2 separate regions of the Sminthopsis crassicaudata genome follow, and region 1 is linked to region 2. A link is a contact called in public Hi-C data. All regions are on one chromosome and are shown on one strand. The core of a region is the stretch at or near the end of the contact, and the rest is flanking DNA. Distances in the headings are between cores, read along the strand shown. Region 1 holds the start of GABPA (GA binding protein transcription factor subunit alpha). Region 2 holds the start of MRPL39 (mitochondrial ribosomal protein L39).

What was found. A called contact is a pair of places that touch in the nucleus more often than the background predicts.
Region 1: a contact with region 2 is called in a Hi-C map of hippocampus, with 2.3 times the contacts expected there. The contact joins the promoter of GABPA here to the promoter of MRPL39 in region 2. A contact is called at or near these places in 2 of 2 Hi-C or Micro-C datasets (fibroblasts and hippocampus).

The regions. Positions count from the first base shown.
Region 1 is chr3:259,563,401-259,570,401 of ASM4859323v1, forward strand. GABPA (GA binding protein transcription factor subunit alpha) reads left to right here and starts at 3,807. Exons shown (of 10, transcript XM_074300578.1): 1 at 3,807-3,911. It overlaps ATP5PF (ATP synthase peripheral stalk subunit F6), which reads right to left and starts at 4,393. Exons shown (of 4, transcript XM_074300581.1): 1 at 3,864-4,393; 2 at 2,139-2,309; 3 at 1,000-1,124. The coding sequence starts at 2,302.
Region 2 is chr3:259,387,345-259,395,050 of ASM4859323v1, forward strand. MRPL39 (mitochondrial ribosomal protein L39) reads right to left here and starts at 6,125. Exons shown (of 10, transcript XM_074300573.1): 1 at 5,988-6,125; 2 at 5,253-5,459; 3 at 3,077-3,216. The coding sequence starts at 6,042.

The sequences.
Region 1 (7,001 bases), core at 2,557-5,056, 170 kb after region 2:
GCAGCATTTTGAAGGAAAAGATGCTATGAGATAGAAGTGAAAAGGGAATGCAGAGATGAGGAGCCAGTATAAAGTCATCATAATGAGATCTGAAGAAAGGACTGTTTGGATTTGTTGAAGAGTGTGGGTGAGGGAGCAATATATAAAGAGATTGGATATAAGGCCAAAAATAGTATGGAAGACTTTATATTTGAACCTTGAGGCAACAAGGAAATGCTAGTGTTTTACAAGGACGGGAATGACAGACAGTCCAAGCTATGCTTAAGAAATATGAATGGGGAGAACTGGAAAGAAAAAAGAAAGTATGAAAGACAATTTGGTGGAAAAATGGGTTCTGTCTCAGACATAGGGAGCTTGAGATATCTCTGGGGTGTTCAGTGTGAAATGACTAAGGAAGTTAGTTAATGATAGGTTAAAGGTGAGGATACTAACTGGGGATGGATATATAAATCTGCAACACTAATATGATAATTAACCCCAGACTAGAAGGTTCAGGTGAGTCAAATGATATAATTATTATGACATAATAACTTATTACTGTATTTTATGACATTTGTAATATTATTTAAAATGCACTAACATCCATTTAGAAAAATGATGAAAAGCAAAGGAGACTAAAGGTGTAAAGACAGAAAGAGAACCAGAAGAAAGTAGTATCACAAAAATAGATGAGAGGAGTAGGAGGCAAAGAGTATCCAGGAGGAGGAAGGAATGGTCAATAGTCAAATACCCCACAAAAATAAGACTTTCCCCACCAATTTATAATACTCAAAATGCCATAGTACACATAGAATACAACATACTTCTAGAGTACAAATCTGTTTAATTAAACAACTTGACCTCTAAAAAATGCACCACAAATTTGTCAATTTTGAAATCTCAAAATTTCACTGTACTAACTAGTTTGCTCCAAGGGCCACTGGAATGAAATGCTCTTCCAAAATAAGTTTATATCTATAAATCACTAACCTAGAATTTAATTTGAAAATTAAAGCTTACCTTCAAATTTGAATGTTGGGAATGTATTCATGTCTGCTTTACCATACATCTGTTTAAGCTTAAAGAGTTCCCTGTCCAGATCTTGTTGATATTCAGGACCTATATCAACAGGTCCTCCAGCTGCCCTAATGTGCAAAAATAAATAAATAAAAATAAATAAAATTCATTCTATCATTTACATTAAATAATTTTCATTTCATCAAGTAACAAGAGGTCACTGGAGATACTCTCCAGTTAAACTGGAGATCTGAAAGTATATTTTTTTGGGGGGGGAACCTGGGCTATGATTTTATCAGTATAAGGAACTCAATTTTAGACCTGGAGCACTGAACTGTAAAATCTGCCCATGGTCTCACAGTTAGTAGGTGCCAAAATGGAGGACTTAAACTCAGGTTTTTCTGACTAAAAGACCAGCCCTATAGTCATTATACCAGTTTCTTACTCAATAAGTATTAACTATTTCAAATTGATTTAACTGTAAACAGCTACTATAATATCAAGTCAAGAGCAAAGTATGGCCATTAAGTAAGAAGCACAATACAGGAAAGCTAGTGTGATATGATGAAAGTAGCAAAGTAATGAAAGCCAGAAGATTTGGCTGTGAGTTCTACTGCCTAGCACAATACCTAGAATACAGCACCATTTGTAAGTCCACAAAGAATAAGTATTAAAAGAAAAAATATAAATAAATACAAGTCACCCATGAAAGAAAGAAATTAAAGCTTCATAAAGAGAGATACTTCCAGATTAAGAGTAAAAAAAATATGAAGATGACTTTTAACATAAAATCATTTTTCTTTCAGAGTAGATAGGGTACTCAGATACAGAGAGGATGAAAAGATAAATCAGGGAGAAAAAGTTTGTAAAGTTTTTCCTAGCTCTCCCAAAAGCAGGGATCTTCCCCTTTCAGACTGCCTGGCATCTACTTTGTTTGTATCTTGCACATATAAATCTGCATTTATTACAGATTATTTGCTTTTAAATGTTTCACCCTTATTTACAGTTGTTATTTGTATAAAATATTATCTCAAAAGCTTAACAGTTTTACAGTGAGATTCTTGGATAGTTTTAATACATTTGACAATTAAAAAGGTTTTTTATTGCAATCGCCAGAAATAAACGATTTTATTTCTACTTACTGTCTCTTGGATTTATATTCTCTAATCTTGTCTACAAAGAGTTTTTGAACAGGATCAAGTTCTTTGTTAAATGCAACAGCTGTAATACCAATGTTCCTCCGAAAATAAATCAAAGTTGCAGACCTTACAAGAGTTGAAAACTTGAGGAGACTTTTAAGAGCCATAGTGATCCTAAAGTTAAATGAAGAGAATCAAATTATTTTAATGAAAAGAAAAGCAAATTCTGTACATAGCTGTAAAAACACAGTGAATTCTAATTTTACCATCACCCAAAAGGGCTAAATCACAAACTAATACCATGTATCCACTGTATTAAGAATTTTCTGTAGGCACAGGCAAATCTGAATACAGGAACAATAATCACCATTATTCTCTTATTTCTAAGCTTCTTTAATGTTTGAAATCTCTTCCTTAGAGTTTCTTAGCCTCCTATGCATATGAAAGGCTGCATGAAACAAGAAATTCGGTTCTGCACACATATATTGTATCTATGATATACTATAACACATTTAACATGTATGGGAATGCCTGCCATCTAGGGGAAGGGGTGCAGGGAAGGAGGGGAAAATTCGGAACAGAAGGGAGTGCAAGGGATAATGTTGTAAAAAAATTACCTATCATATGTACTGTCAAAAAATGATATAATTATAAAATAAATAAAAAATTATTAAAAAAAAAAAAAAGACTGCATGAAGTTAGGAACTGAAAAACAAACAATTATAAAGAACTAAAACTTGCACATCATTAAGACCTAAAACTCAATGGACTCTTCAGCGGTTAGTCTTAAGGGAAGTAAATCAGGGGTTAAGTGGGGGGAAGGGTAGAAATAAGGTCAAAATATAAGTGCTAGCACATCTGTATATAAAAAAATACAAGGATATTTGGGTTCTATTTCCAGCTAGGACGCTAATGTAACAGGCATATTACCTCTATTACCTTATTCATCAATATCCACTTCATTCTGCAACTTTTACCTAAATATGTCCACTTTCTTACTGCATCTATTTCCTCTATGTTCACATGTAAAAGTTAAAGGGCTTTTAAATCTCTAGCCACTGCTCTTTATTTAGTACAGGCTGCGCGGTTTTAGAGATCTTGAAAGGCCATCGAAATCCATCCCTCTTCTAAGGTTAAGAGAACTTTGCACTTTGCCCTATCCGTTTCTTCTAATGCATTTTACACAAAAACAAACGGGAAGCTGCAGCTAACCCCCGGAACCTGACCAGCATGTCCTGGTTGTGACCTTGCACCCCCGACAGGCCACAGGCAGGCTTCCCGAACCCTAAACGATTATATCCTCAAGTCTCCTCACCCCGATCCAGCAGGCTCAGTTTCTTAAGGTTTTTTTGTTTTGTTTTTCTTAATCCTAACAAGTTAAGGAATGCAACCGCGGCGCCCGCACCCAGCATGCGGCACCAAGGGCAAAGAGCCCTTCTCCAGAAGACAGAAGGCCTAAGGAGAAAATCGGGGCAGGTAACCGCTCAGTCGTAGAGTTTTCCCGGGTAAGGAGGAGGAATTACCTACCCTTGGACACAGAGAGCTCGGAATGAGCCTGACCTACCTGGCCCAACCGCTCAGTCACAGTCACCTTGCAACCCGGTCAAGATTCCCGAACACTTGAAGCCACTGGACCTACTTCCGGTCCTTGCTCCGCCCCACTAGGCCTCCCCACCCTCCGAATTGCATTATGGTTCGCCGCTACCGACCCAGGCTCTCGCTGCTTACCGGAGAGGGAGGAACGTTGGAAACCTACAGTGACTTTAGGCGGCCTAGGTGAGATCTACGGCGAGTTTTTCGGGAGGAAACGGAACGGAAAGTGCTTCCGGGTCCTGTGACGAACACCTCGCTACCGCCATCTTTTTTTGTCCCTTCTTCCCCCTATCCTTCCTGCCCTTTCCACCCTTTTCCTTCTTACCCCCCTACAAACCCGCGCGTGGAAACCATTGATCTGTGCGCATGCGCATTCGAGAGCTATTTTTCTCCCGGTCGCCTTTCTAGGTTGTTGTTAATACGTTTAAAGCAGAGCGTAGGAAAATGCATGTAGAAGGCTTTGGGATGGGTGGAGGTCTTGTGGTTCCGTGAACCTCCATTTTTCCGAAGGGGGAGGACAGGGGTGAAGGGTTTGTTTCCCGCGGTTCCGTCTCTGAGTGTCAAGGGTGGGGGTGGGGGTATGGTTCTGGGAGTTGTAGTTTAGGGCCCGAAACCGCTTGGCGAGCCGGAGGGGGGGGGGCGGGGGTGTCCTGATCTCTGTTGGGGTGCCGAAGAAAGGCCCCGAGGTCCGAGCCTCCCCGGAGCCGTGGCTTTGCTTGGGGAGTCGAAGGCAGCAGAGCCGGAGACGCCACGGTTGTCAGTTGGCTCCAAGAACCGTGTAGGAGAAAGAGGCTGATTCCCAAAACGGGTGAGTGGCCCAGGACAGGGAGGGGCAAAGGCTGGCAGCAGAGACCGCAGCCCGGGTCCGGGCCCTGTCTCGAGGCTTTCTCTCCCGCACTAACCGGCCACCGTCACTGTTTTGTTTCCGCTGGATCCTGACGCGCTGCCTCCTATTTCCGTTTGTGCTGATTTGAGGGCGAGGGAGCAGACCGCTGCCTAGGGAGGGCCCGGGAGGAGGCGCCGGCCTCACGGGGGCTGGGGGGGAGAAGAAAGGGGGGAGTGGAGCGGATTCGTGCTGGACCCCCTTTCTTCCTAGGGACCGTCCCCCCTGGGGTCCCGGAGGCCAGATCTAGGGACACTTCACCCCACAGAATTCTTGTCACTCTGAATTCTTAAAAACTTGTCTCCTCCCCACCCCCACTCCATCTTAGTCATTCCCCGGACCACTTTTACAAGCTTTGCAGTTGCAGACCTCCATTGCTGTTTGTGACTCTGCGTGTGAATCGGCGCTTGCCTTTGTCCCTTCTCTTGTACTCTGACAATTAATCGTTTAAACTATTCCTATGCTTCTGCAGATTCGTACTGTCACCAAAACAACTTTCTCTAAGATGCCCTCAGTTGCTTTTTTTCATAAAAGGATTGGAGGCAGTTTTGTAAACTTAATTTTTCCTATATTATCCCATTGAAATGTCTGGAAGGCCACTTTCAAGTATAATCCAACTTTTAGACTATAAACTCCCCTAGAGCAGTGAATACTTATTTGTAATTTGCAGTTGTTGTTTATCTAACGATTCATCAGAGATTAAAAACCAAGAAAGTTATCACGCCAACGTTGTGTAGTAAAACAAAAGACAATTTGAATTTCATATTTGAAGACTTAGAACTAAAAAATACCGTAAATGACATCAGATACTCACTCACCTTATTACAGCTGAGATGATAAAACAGGCCAGAAGAGGTTAGATTTTTTTGGCTATTTGTCAAGCACGCCTTACTATCTGTGAGATAAGTAGTTATTTATGACTTAACTAAATGAACCAAGATCATTTAGAAGAGATCAGTGGATGGCAGAAAAGGGTAGTGATTAAATGATTTTAGAATTGTTTAACCACCTACTGTATGCCAGGCACTATAGGCATTGGAGTGACAAGTGTAAAAATGAGTCACTTTGTGCCTGCAGAGGATTGAGAGGATGTGGGTAGAACAGAACATATTAATATGACCATGAAAGTTTGGGTTAGTAAAGTAACAGGGGTTGTAAGTAAGGAGAAGGAAAGAGAATAAGCATTTCTGTAGTGCCCATTACAGGCCAGACCCCATGCTATGTGCTTTACAAATATTCTTTTACTTGATCCTCCTTACAACCCTGTGAGAGAGGTTATTTTCCTTGATGTACAGTTGAGAAAACAGAATTAGGCAGAGGTTAAGTGACCTGCCCAGGATTTCACAGGTAGTGTCTGAAGCTAGATTTGAACACAGGTCTTGCGGACTTCAGACCCTAAGTCCTGTCCATTCTGCCTCTAAGGAGTCCTAAGGATATCTAATAGCAATAGTAATATTGATTTGATTATTATTCTCAGGGCAAAAAGAGGAAAAAGTGCTGATAGTCACTGCTCCATTTGGAATCAGAACAGATTGCAAGATGTAGGGCCCTATTTTCCTGATAGGTGATAGTACATAGTTGGTTGCCCTCTCTGTATAGTTTGTAGTTGGTTAGGTGAATTTTCACTCACCCAACAATTGGGATATCTTAACTTTCAGATAGAGTCACATAGTTGAGTAGATTAAGGTAGAGAAAGTAAGTATTCTAGTGAAAAGGGCAACTGCAAAGCACAAGGCAAACGGCTGTTTTAATTAGTTTTAAAATCTTGCACACTTGTTACGTCTCCCATTAATAGCCAGATTCCTAGAAAAATAGCTAAATTGATTGCTGTTTTACTATCTCACCTTATGCTTCTTAAACCCTTGCATTTTCTTCCATTTCTTACCACTCAACTGAAATAGGTCTCTAGGAGGTCACTAATGAATTCTCTAAAATGGAAACCAGTGACTTTTTCTCAGTCATGATTCTTCATTGTGTCTCTGCAGGATTTGACACTGGAATATCCCTTTCTTATGGATACTCTCTCTGAATTTTTTCATCCTATCCCTTACATATGAGTAAATCACCAAGCAATAGGTATATACAGTGTGCCAGGCCCTGTAATAAGCACAGGGTACAAAAATAAAATTTAAAAACCCCACAGCCCCTGCCTGAAAGAGGGAAGACAATATAAACTAGAGCTGCAAGGGGGAAGGGCTACATGAGCCCCAGAAAATGAAGAATGGATAATGTGGGCCCTTGCCTCAAAATGGAGTTTATATATAAAAAGAGAAAGCAGCTGAATTTGTAGTCTTGAATTATGTCAAGTTTTGAATGGGTCCTCTTCTATCTTTTTAGTATGCATACTGTCTCATCAACTCTCATGGGCTCAAATATCATTTTAGATAACT
Region 2 (7,706 bases), core at 4,875-7,374:
ATAGTCTCTTCTCAAAGAGTTCACAGCACAATAGCAGAGACAACATGCAAACAATTATGTAAATAATTTATGGCTAAATTGGAGGTAATGAACAGAGGGCTATATTAAGCATTAAGGGAGATTAGGAAAGGCTTCTTGAAGGTAAGGGGTAAACAAAAAAAAAGGGAGAAATCCGAGTATGGAAAACAATCACAGAAAATTTACAATTGAAAAATGGAGTATCTTATTCAAGGAACAGCAAGAAAGCAAGCATCGCTGAAACACAGAATACAAAAAAAGAGAGAGAGAGAGAGAGAGAGAGAGAGAGAGAGAGAGAGAGAGAGAGAGAGAGAGAGAGAGCGAGAGCGCAAAAGTATAAAAAGACTGGGAAGCTTGGAAAGTGCAAGGCTATGAGAGGATATAAAGACTGAAGAATTGTACAATGTCAAAGAATTTGTACACTTAAAATCCAGGTCAGTATTCATTTAGGAAAAATCTCTCAAATATCTGCCAGCTTCTACCAGGTAATAATAGCTTCCTCAAATTACTGTCTCATCTAAATTAAATCAGGAAAAATACAGTTATACAACTATAGTATAAAAAATACATAAATTAGAATCACTATATCAATTGGAATGAAGATTCTTAGAAATTTTAAAAGGATGTTCTTTATAGTTAACTGGATATGGGATGGGATACTGTAAGGACTTCAAACCTACACATAAATTGAGACAATGGTATGACCATTTCCTAAGACTAGGTATTACATTAGCTCCAGAAATAGCTTCCATTTTTATGAAATGATGATGCAAAGTAAATTGGCCAGAATCATAACAATTTATACAATAATGTTAAGATAAATTTTTAAAAGACTTTGGAACTCTGAACATAGCTTCCTAGTTTTCTCTTTATGTACAGGAAAAATCTCACCTCTTGATTTGTATTCCTTCATTTTCAGTGGTTCCAAATGGTGACTTTTAGGAGCAAGGTATTATGTATTATTTCTATTTCTAGATCTATGCCTTGAAATCTCTGAGTGTAAGAACTGGCTGAAGAAAATTAGAGTATGGGAGTACAGTGTTTCTCAATTTCCTCAAAGCTGGCTAACAAAGGGGATACGGAGTGCCTTCTCTAAGATGTCAAGTATACTACAGCAGTATGATCCCAGATTGAAACTTATCATAAAGCCATTTATTAGAAGGGGAGATCTCCCTGACTGGTTTTAATGGTGAAATTAAAAGCAAGAGACATTAACACTTTACATGCCAAGTGAGATTATTCGCTCAAATGAGGAATCAAATTCTATATAAAAATACTTATGGCTTTCCTTCCCTTGAGTAAAATGCTAATAGATTCAATAAGTGAATAGAAAATAACTTATAACAGTTCAGTATGTAGAAGGAAGCAAAAGCAACAACTAGTACCAAGATATATAAATAAAACAAAAATATAATGCTACAAAGTAATTTTAAAAGGCAAAAAGTATTAACAAATGGAATAAGGGTGATTAAGAAACCAAACCAACCTTGTCTATGAGATAGCACTTCAGGTATATCCTTTTTTTTTTTTAAATTATATATATATATATATATATATATATATTTTATAATATTATCCCTTGTATTCATTTTTCCAATTTACCCCCCCTCCCTCTATTCCCTCCCCCCCGACGACAGGCAATACCATACATTTTACATGTGTTACAATATAGTCTAGGTACAATACATGTGTGCGAATATCATTTTCTTGTTGCACAATAAACATTAGAATCCGAAGGTACATGCAACCTGGGCAGACAGATATTAGTGCTAACAATTTTCATTCCCCTCCCAGTGTTTCTTCTCTGGGTGCAGCTACCCCTGTCCATCATTGATCAACTGGAAGTGAGTTGGATCTTCTTTATGTTGAGGATTTCCACTTCCATCAGAATACATCCCCATACAGTATTGTTGTTGAAGTGTACAGTGATCTTCTGGTTCTGCTCATTTCACTCAGCATCAGTTGATTTAAGTCTCTCCAGGCCTCTCTATATTCCTCCTGCTGGTCATTTCTTACCGAGCAATAATATTCCATAACCTTCATATACCACAATTTACCCAACCATTCTCCAACTGATGGACATCCATTCATCTTCCAGTTTCTAGCTACAACAAAAAGAGCTGCCACAAACATTTTGGCACATATATGTCTCTTTCCGCTCTTTAGTATTTCTTTGGGATATAATCCCAGTAGTAGCGCTGCTGGGTCAAAGGATATGCACAGTTTGATAACTTTTTGGGCATAATTCCAGATTGCTCTCCAGAATGGCTGGATTCTTTCACAACTCCAACTTCAGGTATATCCTAAAGAAAGCTAAGGATTCCCAGAGGTGGAGGTGAAAAGGCAAAGTATTTCAGATATAGGGAATACAGACATACTGAGTCAAAGATGGGGTGCCACATATAGTAAATAAGTCTGACCATGTGACATCTATACTCAAAAAATTGAAAAGGTTTTCTATTGCCTATAGGATAGAATAACATTTTCTCCTTAATCTACTCAAGTGAACAAATCAATAAATATTTACTAAGTGTAGTTAAGGTCCTCAACAACTGACTACAACCACCTCTATCCAGACTTATTCTACATTAATCCCCTTCACAAATCTATGTTCTATGGCAAATAGACTACCTGTTCTCTCCAATTCAATTTTCTCTCTCCAAACACTAATATAATTCATTTTCTTTTTCTAGAATATACTCCTTCATCTTTGTTTTTCCAAATAATTTTTTAAATATTAAATTCAGGTGCCACATCCACAAATTCTCCTGACGCCCTTCACCTGAATGTATTCTTTCTTCTCAAATTTTCCTAAGATTGATCCTTTGTCCTTTTCATATACCAACTCATATTGCCCAGAAATCTATGTAGATGCCACATCCCCACAGTTAAGACTAAAAACTACTTTAGTACAAATTCCATAATTTTTCATCTTTATACACAAAATAACCTGCATATAGTAAGATACTAATTAAATGCTTGCTGAATTACTTTTATTAGTCAAATTAAACTAGGCTTAATGAAAAAAAAAAAATACTTAATTCATAAATAATATTACCTTATTCACTTCCTCAGGATCTTCATCTTTAAAAGTAAGAAACTTAATTTCACATGACTTGGTCAGAGGCTTATTCATGTCCCAGGGCTGGCCATCCACAAGAGCCAAAATGGATTTCTTGCAATACCATTCACTTAAATCTAAAGAGTTAAATATACAATAGACCTAAGTCCAATCAAAATTACAGAAAATATTTCATTTTTAAATGTAACATCAATAGACATAGTAGTGATCTTTTTAAAAGTTAGTATATTCCAAAATATAACAGTTCATTACTAAAATCAATATATCTAAAGCAGGGGTTCTCAAACTACAGCCCTCGGGCCAGATGTGGCCCACTAAGGACATTTATGTGGCCCGCCAGGTTATGGAAAATGGGCTGAGGGGCGGAGACAGAGTGTGAGTTTTTGCTTTTATTATAGTCCAGCCCTCCCACAATCTGAGGGACAGTGAACTGGCCCCCTACTTAAAAAGTTTGAGGACCACTGGTCTAAAGTATTCTTTGTCTTACACAAAACTAAACAGGACATTTACGATATCATGCCCACTTTGTGTAGTCTAAATAATCCACAAAAGACAAACTAAGGACAGCATTGGGCCAAGAAAGAAAATATCTGTTCTCTTCCTAAATAACTAAATTAATAATATGATTGGCTATATTCAGCAAGAAATTATCTAAAAGTTTTCCAAGGGCTAGATCTACATATAAAGTTAGGAAGAACACAAGTCTTTATAGATAGAAAATTCACAATCATATTTCTTACACGAAAGAAGCTTGTCACAAGAGACTTGGTAATAGAACCTGGATGGGATCAAGTCTATTACCACTATTAGAAAAATAAAACAAGAGCTATGTTGATACTAGTTGGTAGCATTATACAGTATAAATGCTACTGCTACAAATATTAAGGCAATAGAAGTATAAATGTTACTGCTTCAAACATTAAGGCAATAGAAGAATATGAGAATATATTCCCTTATAAACTGATAACTAGATTATTAAATATTAATCTTATCAATGGAGCTCTAGGTTTTCTGAAAAGGGGGAAAAAATAGCCATAAGACTAGGTAATCAATGTAAATTAAGCTCTATTTTTCTGTTTTAGATATTTAAATATTTCATTACCTCTGCCTGTAAAAATAAAAATAAAATCCATGATTGTTCAATTTCCACTTACTATTGTCATCAAGATTAATAGACTACTGTGCCATAAGAAATGATAAAAAGGTCAATTTCAGTGAAACCTAGGGAAACTTGTACAAATTGATGCAGAATGAAGTGCACAGAATAAGGAGAACAATTTATACTAGAATAATAATATAAAAACAATTTTGAAAACCTTATGAACTCTTTGAGGAACACAATGACCAATCCTAATTGTAGGATAAAGCATGCACCTCCTGATAGAATACAGGGTGCAGCTTGCAACTTATTTTTGAACATAGCAAATTTGAGAATGTTTTTCTTTACTGTGCAAATGTAACCAAAAAAATTTTTTTCTCCTTATTTTTTCAAATTAGAGGGTAGGAAATCTGTTCATTGACAAATTTTTCTCATAAAAAATATAAAATTTAATTAAAATATCGTATGTGGACTACATGGACAGGATGTTATATATGCTTGTACTAACAGATGTTTTCTCTTAACCAGTTCTCTTTTTAGATGGAAGGGTTCAATTTCAGGGAGTAAAATGAAAAGCTCCGTTAAATTTTTGTTTAAAAGTTGGTTTTGTTTCTAAAACATGAGTATGACCAGAAAAAAAGAGTAAAGTTTTTGCTCTTCCTCAGAAGCAATGAAGTCAAGTTGTCAGCTTATTTGGGCTACTTGATTTCCTAAGAGAGCTTTGTTTCCACACAGAAAATACTCTTGTAGTTGGGTAATTAATTAGAAGAATATCAAACCCTTAATAAACTGACAAGAAAAAACTTCAGCAAGGTTGAGGGAAATGCCTGGTACAATTCCTATAAACAGAGCAACTGAGATTACTCATTGAAAAAAAGTTTACTTGAGGCAGCTAGGTGGCGCAGTGGATCGAGCACCAGCCCTGAATTCAGGAGGACCCGAGTTCAATTCTGGTCTCAAACACTTAACACTTCCTAGCTGTGTGACCCTGGGCGAGTCACTTAACCCCAGCCTCAGGAAAAAAAAAAGAAAGAAAGAAAAAGGTTTACTTACGCATGGCACAATTATAAGGCGTTGAAAAATTTTTATTCATCACAAAAATAGTACCGGGGTCCGTTTTTCCAACATGTTTAACTTCAATCTTCTCCGTCCGAGGATGTAGGGACAGCTGTCTCTCTTTCTCTTGGTTAAAGAGCTCATTCCGCATCTTGGCTATTTCCGTAGTGGATAGTTGAAAAGAAGGCGCAGTGGCTATAAACTCTGGCAACAATTAGAACGCAAAGTTAAAAAAACTTACTCTGCAAGAGGAGACGGGCATCCGACAAGATTTTGAGAACCATCCCCACAAAGTGGCCACGCTACAAGGTACTTCAAGTACATTCTGCAGAGAACGCTAAAATGAGAATTAACAAAGCACATTTTCCCTAAACTTCGGAGAGCGTGAGGGGATTAGTGACCCTATTTTCCGGAAGAGGAAACAAAGTCAGATTTTAGGTGACGCCTCCAAGGTCATCTGAGGTAAGCGCTCTCACGTTACAAATTTAAGGCAATTCAATAAACAATTATCTAAACTTTAAATCAGACTCCAAGTAATATCCGTGGATGCCCCTGGTCTCCTCGCCTTGACCGGGTTCAAGTGACCCCCTGGCTCCCGAGAGCCTCACCCCCATGCATGGAGCTTCCAAAGGCTCTTTCACAAGCAACAGCTCCCACCCGTAGGCCAGAAACCCTGTCTCCTTCTATCTCCTTCATTGTCTCCACTCCGAAATATCAGCAGAAGATACTTACTCATACCGCTCCATGGTGAACGCAGGCGCCTCAGCGCGCGACTCGCCATAGCCATCAAGAAAATAAATGGCTTGTGTGTACTTCCGCTCCACCAAACTCCTCCCCAGAAACACGCGCTGCTCACTTAGGTTCCGGCCAGCTTCTGGCCCTCGGTGCTTGGCGCTTCTTGGCCAGCAGGGGGCATGCGTCTCCCTTTTGCGTTCTCAGACCACGCCCAGATTTCTGGCGTCAATTTCCCTTAGCGTTGGAATTACTCTGAGAAATAGGGCTTAGCCCCTCTATCCCAGGGATTCTTAAACTTTTTCCACTGATACCCCTTTTCACCTGTGGAAATTTTTACGTGACCCTAGATATGTGGGTATATAAAATTGTGTACTTATACCATCACAAACCAAAAACCATAAAAAATTTTATTTTAAAACAAATATTTAATATACATATAATTTTACTCTTTATAAGATGAAAGTAAATTTGCATACTGATTTACGTAAAGAATTGATTCTTGCCACTGTACCAGTTTGATATCTCTTATTGTTGTCAAGTTTTCCCCGTCACCTACATTCAGTTATATATAACTAATATAATAATATGTAATATATAATGATATGTACAAATATGTAATATATATAACACATTATATATATTATATGAGTATATAATATATAATGATATATATAACATATAATAAGTTAGATATAATATATATAAGGCTTTAACCTTAAAGCCCCCACTTTAGAAGCTTTGTTCTATCCAAGTGGGAGATGCTGAATTTCCAAAAGTTACATGTATGCGGGAGACAGTTCGAAAATTATAAATTTTTCAGTAGGAAATGTGTTTAGAAGAACTGCATGTGTTTAGCCTATTGATTGTTTGCTGTCTAAGGAGGGGTGAGTAGAGGAAACAGAATTTGGAATACAAGATTTTGCAGAGGTGAATGTTGAAAATCATCTTTGCATATATTTGGAAAAATAAAATATTTTAAAAGAATGTTAAAATTGTTTTTATAAATAATTGGGCAAAATAAAATATTAATTAAGATTTTTAAAAAAGCATTTCCAAACAAAATAAATTCCTTTATTGGATACATCCAACTGTATTATATTTGTTGACCATAGAAATATTATAAATTGTCCTTCTGGTACTATTGAGTTCATTCTTGATCAATTAATACAAATCTTCCCAGGTTTCTTTGAAACAATATCTTTCTTCTTCTTTTCTCCTCCTCCTCCTCCTCCTCCTCCTCCTCCTCCTTCTTCTTCCTCTTCTTCTTTTCCTCCTCCTTCTCCTCTTCCTCCTCCTTCTCCTCTTCCTCCTCCTTCTCCTCTTCCTCCTCCTCCCTCCTCCTCCTCCTCCTCCTCCTCCTCCTCTTCCTCCTCCTCCTCCTCCTCCTCCTCCTCCTCCTCCTCCTCCTCCTCCTCCTCCTCCTTCTTCTTCTTTTTCTTCTTCTTCTTCTTCTTCTTCTTCTTCTTCTTCTTCTTCTTCTTCTTCTTCTTCTTCTTCTTCTTCTTCTTCTTCTTCTTCTTCTTCTTCTCATTCTTCTTCTTCTTCTTCTTCTTCTTCTTCTTTTTCTTCTTCTTCTTTTCCTCCTCCTCCTCCTTCTCCTCCTCCTCGTCTTCCTCTTCCTCCTCCTCTTCCTTCTCCTCCTTCTCCTTCTTCTTCTACTTTTTTTAAACTATAGTATTAGTAACACTTTAATATGTCTTTACATTTATATAACAA